Regions from separate parts of the Zea mays genome. Here region 2 is linked to region 1. The links are chromatin contacts, called in public Hi-C maps. All regions are on one chromosome and are shown on one strand. Each heading gives the region's core, a stretch centred on a gene start, on an enhancer-like site or on the middle of the called end of the contact. The rest is flanking DNA. Distances are from core to core; before and after follow the strand shown. Region 1 holds the start of LOC103632221 (ABC transporter G family member 11). Region 2 holds the start of LOC100216723 (Protein TIC 22-like chloroplastic).

The links. Hi-C and Micro-C count contacts between places; a contact is called where the count stands out from the background.
Region 2: a contact with region 1 is called in a Hi-C map of bundle sheath, with 5 times the contacts expected there. The contact joins the promoter of LOC100216723 here to the promoter of LOC103632221 in region 1. A contact is called at or near these places in 3 of 25 Hi-C or Micro-C datasets (bundle sheath, endosperm and leaf).

Annotation. Positions count from the first base shown.
Region 1 is chr7:31,741,751-31,746,605 of Zm-B73-REFERENCE-NAM-5.0, forward strand. It overlaps LOC103632221 (ABC transporter G family member 11), which reads left to right and starts at 1,536. Exons shown (of 8, transcript XM_008654040.2): 1 at 1,536-2,176. The coding sequence starts at 1,675.
Region 2 is chr7:32,187,496-32,191,649 of Zm-B73-REFERENCE-NAM-5.0, forward strand. LOC100216723 (Protein TIC 22-like chloroplastic) reads left to right here and starts at 1,775. Exons shown (of 7, transcript NM_001143128.1): 1 at 1,775-2,319; 2 at 3,469-3,543. The coding sequence starts at 1,867. It also overlaps the pseudogene LOC103633812.

The DNA of each region.
Region 1 (4,855 bases), core at 286-2,785:
TTATCACAGTCTCTACATATGATATCTTGACATGTCGACAAGTTCCATAATTTTCTAACTTTGTTTGTGTTTTATACAATTTTAAAACAACTGGATCGCAAGTTCACGGTCATGTTTGTGAGCATGGTGCTCAAAAATTCTGGTCTATTACTAAAATAGATCGTAATTTCTGCTAAATAACATGAATATTATTCTGCATTCACTGTTTACATTTTTAGAGAGACTTGTAGTTCAAATCTAAATTATCCAAGCAAATTCAATTAAATGAACTAAATTTAATAGTTATAGCAAACACTTTGATAATTGTGCTAAAATTAAACTTGTAGGCCTATATAGTGTAGAAACATATTAGAAAAAGTTTGGTGAAAAAAGAAAAAAAAATCTAAAAATATACTTTATCGGGTGTCAGAGAAATACACTCGACGATCGTGTGTCTTGCAGAGGACACTGGGCAAAGAAGTTATTTTGCCGAATGTCAACTCAGGACATTCAGCATATGTAAAGGTCGTCGGCTGGGCCGTACGTCTTATTTCGCCGATAGCTTGAAACTCAGTAAAGACTCCTTTGCCAAGCATCAGTGTGTACCGAGTGTTTAGCCCTCGACAAAGGAAGTCTGTGTCGAGTGTCATTATTCGTCAAGAGTGGCACTCGGCAAAGTTGTACTCAATGATAGTGTTCTATGATTGCGTCATATGAGTCCATAAACTTATATTTTTTGTCATCACAAGTCTAAATTGTTTGGACCTTTGATGATACTAAAAACAAGTTTAGAGACTCAGATGACAAAACCATACAAATATAAGAATCAAAATGTACATGTTAAGAGTTTAGGATGATACAACTTCATAAATTTAGGTACCTTGATGTACATTTTAGAAGTTAAGTGACAGAGATACTACAACGCTACAATTTTAGGGACTGGTAGTCAATGTTCTTTTTGCATATACTCCATAACTCCATTCATACACTCCGCTACAATCTCTACATAATAATCCGTAATAAATTATTTATTAATTGTATTTTTAAAATATATCTATTTGATGTTGTAAATTTTATAAGTCTTCAAAGAAACTGGCTAAATCTAAGATGCTTTGACTCTTTCAAAAGAATGTTCAGATGGGTTATAATTTAGAAAGGAGAGAGTAGAATGTTCTTTTACACACATATATATATATATATATATATATATATATATATATATATATATATATATATATATATATATATATATATATATATATATATATATATATATATATATATATATATACTCCATACGCCGCAACAATCTCTACAGTTTTCAGTAATAATATTACTAACTAGCTAGTGGCTTTGGTGCCTCCACGTAGTCAATGCAACAGGTTTGTTGGCGGCTATGGTTCCTCATTTATTTCATTCTTATCAAGTCAGCATTTCTTTCCTGTTTCAAGAAATTAATAAATATATAGGAGCACAAGTTAAATACTATTCCTTTTTTGATGTGTCGTTCTCGTCCCTCTTGTGCTACTCGCTATCTATAAATTTGCAAGACAGAGCCTCATATTTGCCGCAACAAGCATATATATCACCAAAGCTGGACGAAGCAAACCGAGCCAAAACGACGTGTCCAGACACGAAAATACACAGCATAGCAGTCGTCGTATAGATATACAGTGAACAAGTGATCGTTGGTCCATGGCAGCCTCGCCGCTGCCGAGATGGGCGCCGACACCAAGCCCGACCAGACCACTCAGGGTGTCGAGCGCCGGCGGCCAAACAGCCGTGTCTTCGTCATCATGGAGCTGGGCATTCTGCCGCTCGTTCATCGGCTCCGCCGTCGTCTACCCGCCGTGGAGGCGCTCTACACCACCGCCACCGCCACCGCCAGCGCCAGCGGGTGATCCGGCGGCGGCCAATGCTGCTGCGGACGATGGTCGTCGTCACGGCCGGTTTTGCTCTCATCCGTTGGACTGTGTTGGAGCCAGAGACTGCAGCCTTCCAGAGGACGCCGGCGGCGGCCGTGAGGTGTTCCTGACATGGGAGGATCTTTCGGTGACAGCGTCGTCGTCGACTGGCGGGAAGGCGAAACCCGCGGTAATTCTCGACAAGATCAGCGGGTACGCGCGCCCTGGTGAGGTGCTGGCCGTCATGGGGCCTTCGGGGTGTGGCAAGACAACCCTACTTGATGCCCTAGCTGGTAATGACTTGAAAATCGTATACGTACGTATTACCGTCTCACCTTAATTACAAATAATGCCTTTATATATAAGCTAACTTGTTTATACTATACAGTAATGTGATCTTTATGCGACATGCATGCATGTTTTCGTTGCAACTACGTACGACTGACTTCAGCTTGACAAATTTTTGCTGATTTTTTTTTTAAAAAAATGTTGAATTTTAAAATAATGTCGTCGTTTACAGTAACAATGTTTCATGGAATTGCAAAAAAAAGGAGGAAACGACAAATGATATAGGTTGTCACGAACAAGCATCGCTGCCGGCGCGTTATCATTGCTGGTTCGTGTCTACAACCACACTAACCAATGAAGACAGCGATGGAAATCTATATGTTTTACAGCAGACAGCGGCCGGTGACGTTTTTCAGAACATCCTAACCTGGAAAAATGGCAAAAAAGTATTTTTTTCCCAACTCCTAGATTGTTTCACCATCCAGCTGAGCTGCATGGTCACGTAAAAACAAACCCTTCATATATAGCCGTCAACGCTTCCATGTCAACCTCCCTCAACCGTACATAGAGATGTTAGATGTACATTACTCGAACGGGTCCTGTAAAATTTCCCGTATGTATCGGAGGAAGAATCTCCATATATGTATATATTTAGAGGAAGCACTATGCTTTCCTTATATGTTAATTATATCGTTCTTAACCTTAATTGAGCTCCATAATACAATAATAATATGTATTACGGTATTATAAATATGTTATAATTTTTTTTATAAAAAATCAAAAATGATAAATAAATAAATGAATGTTAATTAACTTAGTTGTAGTGTATTGGGGAAGCTATTTAGAGAAAATGGTTGGAGACGAACTGTATGTATGAGAAGAATTTTTTAAATGGATGTAGTAAAATATATTTAAAAGGCACATATATAAGAGGAGATGTATACGGCTTAGGTCTCACAAATTTGGACCCTAACCACAACACCCATAAGGCCACGTGTTAATTTAGCATATTCGCTCTAGCCATTTTATGTCCTTCTGATTTCAAAATGAGTATTTATGATCCAAAACAAATTCAAACAAAAAGTTGTTAACTTTAATTTTTTTTGAGATCTTGAACTTTTATTTTGGTCATTTATTCATCGGATGTCATTTGAAAATTTTGAATTTCAAATATGATTCAATTGTGAAAAATTCAAACATATTTTTTCTATGATAGAACATTTCATATGAAAATATTACCAATTACAAAGTTGGTAACTTTTCGAGATCTAACTTTTGCTTTTACCGTTCTCCGTTTGAGTTCATTTGAAAATTTCAAATTTCAAATGTGACCAATTCAAATATAATTTTGTGGGAAATTTGGTTTTAAATTTTAAAGTTGTCAATTATAAAATTGCATAACATTTTGAGATCTTCAACTTTTGCTTTATCCATTCCTCCATCCAAGATCGTTCCCTACTACTATACACCCAACTGTGTAGTCACTATAGATCATATCATATTGGATTTCTTTAGTATTAAAATTTTGTTAAGAAAATATTTTGGAATCAAAATAACTTCAAATAAAAAGTTGTAACTACAAATTTGCAAAACTTTTCAATAACTACAACCTTTGTTTTGATTGTTTCTCTACCCAAGATCTTCTTGTACCATTACACACACTTGTGACCGTAGAGTATGTGGAATCCTTGTATTAACTCTATTGTGATCAATATTGTGAGTCAAATATTTTAGAACCAAAATAACTCTATATAAAAAGTTGTCAAGTATAAAGTTGTAGATCTCGTCGAGCACTACAACTTTTTAATATAAAGTTCGTTTTCATTAGACATAAAATGAGAAAGTTAATTTTTTTCGTACAGTCTTTCACGATTGTGTAATATCTAGAATAAACCGTCAAAGATGAATCCATATCAATGGCATTCATGGCTAGAACCAGCAATAATAGGAATATATATACAGTGACGACCCCAATATCGTTGCAGTTCTAAGTAGTGATAGGATTTTACTGCATGCATGGAAGGTCATTTGTGTAGTGGTGCTAGACAAGGACTAAATTAGGAAGATAGCTAGGATTGAACTTCCTCATCAAAATTGAATCTAGCATATGCATGTTACCATAGTTGTTCGTATATAAGGCCATTCTCAATGGAAGTTTCATGATAGATTTTATGACATAATTAATATATGCCACATAAGATTTTTAATGACATGAAACTATATTTATTATAAAATAGCTGAAACTAGTTTTATCCGCGTGAAAATATATGTCAACATATTTCCAAGGTATTAGAAAGCGCGTGAAGCCACCATTATATTGAGATTAGTTTATTTCATTTTCATCTATTTCATCTATTCCTATTGGTTATTTTTAGATGCAACATTTAAGTCACATGTTATTAGCCTATGAAATTGTATTATGAAACTCTTCATTGAGAGAGTATATTTCATTTTATCTCACTCTTATTGACGTGACAATCTTGGGAATGCATGGTGTGTACCAGTGAGAAAATGACTTCCATTCCACCTCGATGCACACAAACTAGTTTTAATACATAGAGAGTACACTCACTCTAAGATGAAGAAGTCTTAATCCAGCTATGAATGCGCGCGGTATGTTGTCGGTTCCATTGGGAAGGTGGTTAGCGTTAATTAATGTTTAGAATTTCTCATGCGCTCCACAA
Region 2 (4,154 bases), core at 525-3,024, 450 kb after region 1:
TATTAACCATTAGGGACCCCTTACTGTTTCCTACAAAACAATTACTCTCTCTATACCAACATATAGTTCTTTCTAGCCCTCTTTTTTCCGTCCAAATTCAAATAAATAATAATGGATGTAGACATACATACATACTATATTCATAGGTCAATTAATTAATGCATGTTTAGTCTAAAACAAATTATATTTTGGGACGGAGGGAGTATTGTATAACTAATCTAGTCATTGTTTACATGTAATTCAAATTTCAAACACAAACAGAAGTTTGGGAAAATAAGATATGGCTGACCTGTCCTGATGATGCTTTAACCAAAGCTAGTCACCACTACTTGACTTGGTTTCACATTTGATGTTACAAAGACTTGTTTTCCCTGTAATTAAATTTTCAGTAAAAAATGAATCGAGGACATACATTGATGAAATATGATTACAAAATTCACAATACCAGCAGAAGATGATGTTTGCAAGCTGAGGGCAGTGTTATAAGCATGCTGAAACCTATATCGTTTTCCTTTATTTCATCCATCGGAATATACTTCCTCTCATCAATAACAATCTACTTGTCCACAATTTTCAAGCCACATTGATGTAATTATTGTCTTGCCAATAGTTATTGCTGCTAGCATATTCTTTGTGCGGCAAAATCTATCTGCAACAAAGTGTGTTGCATCAGCCTTTGAATATGCTTCACAACCTCTTAATCGTACCACATAGATCATCAGGAATATGTCTCATTTAAAGTGATGGTTACTAACAAGAATATATATATATATATATATATATATATATATATATATATATATATATATATATATATATATATATATATATATATATATATATATATATATATATATAGTTACCTTCTTCTAACGCTTGACAACATCGTCATCCAAATGATGGCTTCATAAAATATTAACATGGGTCATATCTTTCCTTCTTCTATAATATTTTTATCAGGTAATTTGGTAGTACATTTTCAGGATCTAGCTTCAACAATTCTCTCGCAATAGAAGCTTTTGACAAGCTTATACTTGAGCCTTTTGATGGATATGCAAGAATAAAAGTGGACAACAATTCATTAACAACTTTTGACGATCGGAACTTGAGGATTGTTTTTTTGGTGATTTGCTGGTCTCTTCGACATGGATAGGATTCCTTCAGTCTCTGTGTAGAGCTAATGACATCAGAAGTTTTTCTGTCACCGTTTATTAAAAAATTAAATACAAAAGAAGCAGCTAATGACTTCTCGATTATGCTGGACAACATAGAAATTGATCTCCGATGGGAAGGTTCCCTCTTTGCATACTTTAGCAGGTCAGAAACACTTTCAAAAACCCGCCTTTTCTTGTATGGTCTTGCCACTTCTGATGGCATTTTAGATATTAAATTGATAAGAACAAATATTATACCTTAATATTGTGACCATATATTTATTTTGATATTAACTTTATTTTTTATAAGTATTAAATTTGACGGTGCAACGCATCATTATTGTGACTACTAATAATTGAGCTACACAATTTGCATTAACCTGAACTTTTGATGGATTTAAATTCGTTCTGGATGGCCCGTTAGGTCTTCAAGTCTTATTTTCTCGAGAGTCGAGATGCACCAACATTTTATAGGCTCACAGGCCTTGGTGTGCAGGCCCAACTTTTTCATGAATTTAAAACGGGCCCAACACATACGCTCGGAAAAGGCCCATAAATGAAAACTCACCCAAAAGCCAAAACACCTGAACTATTGCGCTCGTATCTTCTTCCTTGTGCGCGTGCAGCCGCCGTGCTTGCGGGTTGCGGCCCTGCCTCTCTCCTCTCCGGCTCTCCCACCGGCCACCGGCCACCGGCCGCCACCGTCGCCGCCATGCCTTTTCGATTCCAGTTCCCATGGCTCAAGAACCCAACTACAAACGGCGGCACCTCCAACATAGACACTAACCCTAGCCCCCGCTTCCCCAACCCCTTCCTCCCTATCCAAGCCCATGTCACCTCCTTCCTCTCCTCCTTCCCCCGGGCGCTCCCGCCGCCGCCGCCCTGGGCGCGCATCACCTCGCCAGCCTCCACCTCCGGGGCCCTACCTACCTCTGAGATCGAGGAGCGGCTCGCCGGGGTGCCCGTGTACGCGCTCGCCAACGCCGCCCAGGAGTTCGTGCTTGTGTCGTCCACACGCGTGGGAGGGCAAGGGGGCGAGAGCGTGAGTCCAACGCAGGCGCTCGGGCTGCTCTGCTTCCGGAAGGAAGATGCTGACGCGCTGCTGGAGCAGATGGATGGCGATATGCGCGCCGGCTCTGGTGTCGTTCCTGTCGCGCTGAACAAGGTGAGAGTGCTGCTTCTTCTTGGTTTGGAATGCCCTGCACTACTTCCGTTGATACCTGTGTGACCACCATGTGTTTCAGCTTCTCTTAGTCTTTAGTAATTAGGGGACTTCAAGGTACTAAATAGGCTATAGCGGGTAGCAGGCGCTAAGTTCCAATAGGGGCGTAAGGTAATTACACATAAATTTAAACATATATATATATATATCTTAAATAGTGTGTATATAGACATTTAACTGTACTCAAATAACCAATGTTCTCACATTTAACTGTAAATTTAAGCATATAAGTTCCAATTGTGGCATTTAGCTGTGACCATCATTGTTTCTTTTTTGTCAGTGTCTTATATGTTGACATCCTATTTCTCAAATAGTCATGCACCCTCAAGTTGCTCAATGTAAAGCCTGTTCGCGTCCCTGCTGCAATCGTTGTGTCTCCGGGCAGAATTTAATTTACGGTTTCTCCATGTGTTCATTTTGCTCTTGCATTTAGAGCTGTTTAATCATCTGATTTTGTGCTTCAGCATCAACTGTCTTGTACGTGTCATGAGTTCCCGTGTTGTTTGCAAGGCTTCTGTGTTAGTTACAGTATCATGTGTGCAAATTTGTCGCTTGATTAATGGAGTTAACTCTCAAAAAATTGCACATTGGTGGATTTTTTGCTGTAAGACACTTGTATAAAATTCTAAAAGTTTGATGGACCTGTTTTTAGTTGCTCATTTACATGTAAAGTCAGATTACCCATAAAATTGGGTAGCAAAGTAAGGTTATGAGACTGTCTGGGAGCCTTATCTACTTCCGGTGTTGCTGAAATGTTAGAGTTAATTGCAATTCCTTATATGTCATGCATCAAAAAATTTGTTTAAGATGTCTTTGAGAAGTTGCCTAGGCTGCAAAGTAACTGCACTTTCTGTTTATTTCTATTGGGATATGTTATGCTCGTTTAATTGTATGTAATCAGTGGCTGCTGTCCCACATTCTTTTGCTCCCTTGGAAGATTGTTTATCAACCTAGTAACTATTTTTCTGCCTCTATTGCTGCAACATCATTGATAGGATACATCTTTACTTTGTGTTTTAATAACTTAAAATTTGTTTCAGTTCCCCTGAACGGAATTTTGTGCGTTTTGTTGGGTATATATTTTGTTTCCAGGTTATCCAAATGAAGTCGGATGGTGTGGCGTTTAGATTCCTCCCTGATTCATCTCAGGTGGCTAATGCAATTAAGGTGACAATCTTTTCTAACAGATGGTGGTACTTGTGACTGACCAAAAACAAGCTATCTGCTTGCTGTTCTTATGTTCCCAAAATTTATCATTCTGTTGTATATGTAATAAACAAAATGATTGCACGAAAAGGATTTCCTCTGCTTAGTTGTATAATATTATTGCCTCTTGCATACTGTGCAATTTAAAAGACAAATATGTACAACTTTGAAAATAACATCATGAAATATCTTGATGATAAATCATATGCTTCTTCCTTCCAGGTTGTGTATAATTGTATATAGTATGATTTAGAGGCTTATATGAAAAATGAATGGTATTCGTTGACGCTGGAAGAGATCTAGATCACACAACAGCAAGGGCTAGCACGCTGCGGTCGACACACGACCTTGAATGTAGCGAGGAACATACCTAACTAATCAAACTAATCTAAAGACCGGTTTAGTCGATGTTGATCCTACTCTCTGCCGCGTAGATACCTGAACACCTCTGGAGAAGATCTGTCAGGGAGGAGCAAGTGGAGGTTATCCTAGGATTGACAGGGCCATCTAGAATGTTGTCAAATTTTACAGTAAGACATGACAAACAGTAAGATGGAGAAGAAAAAGGGATA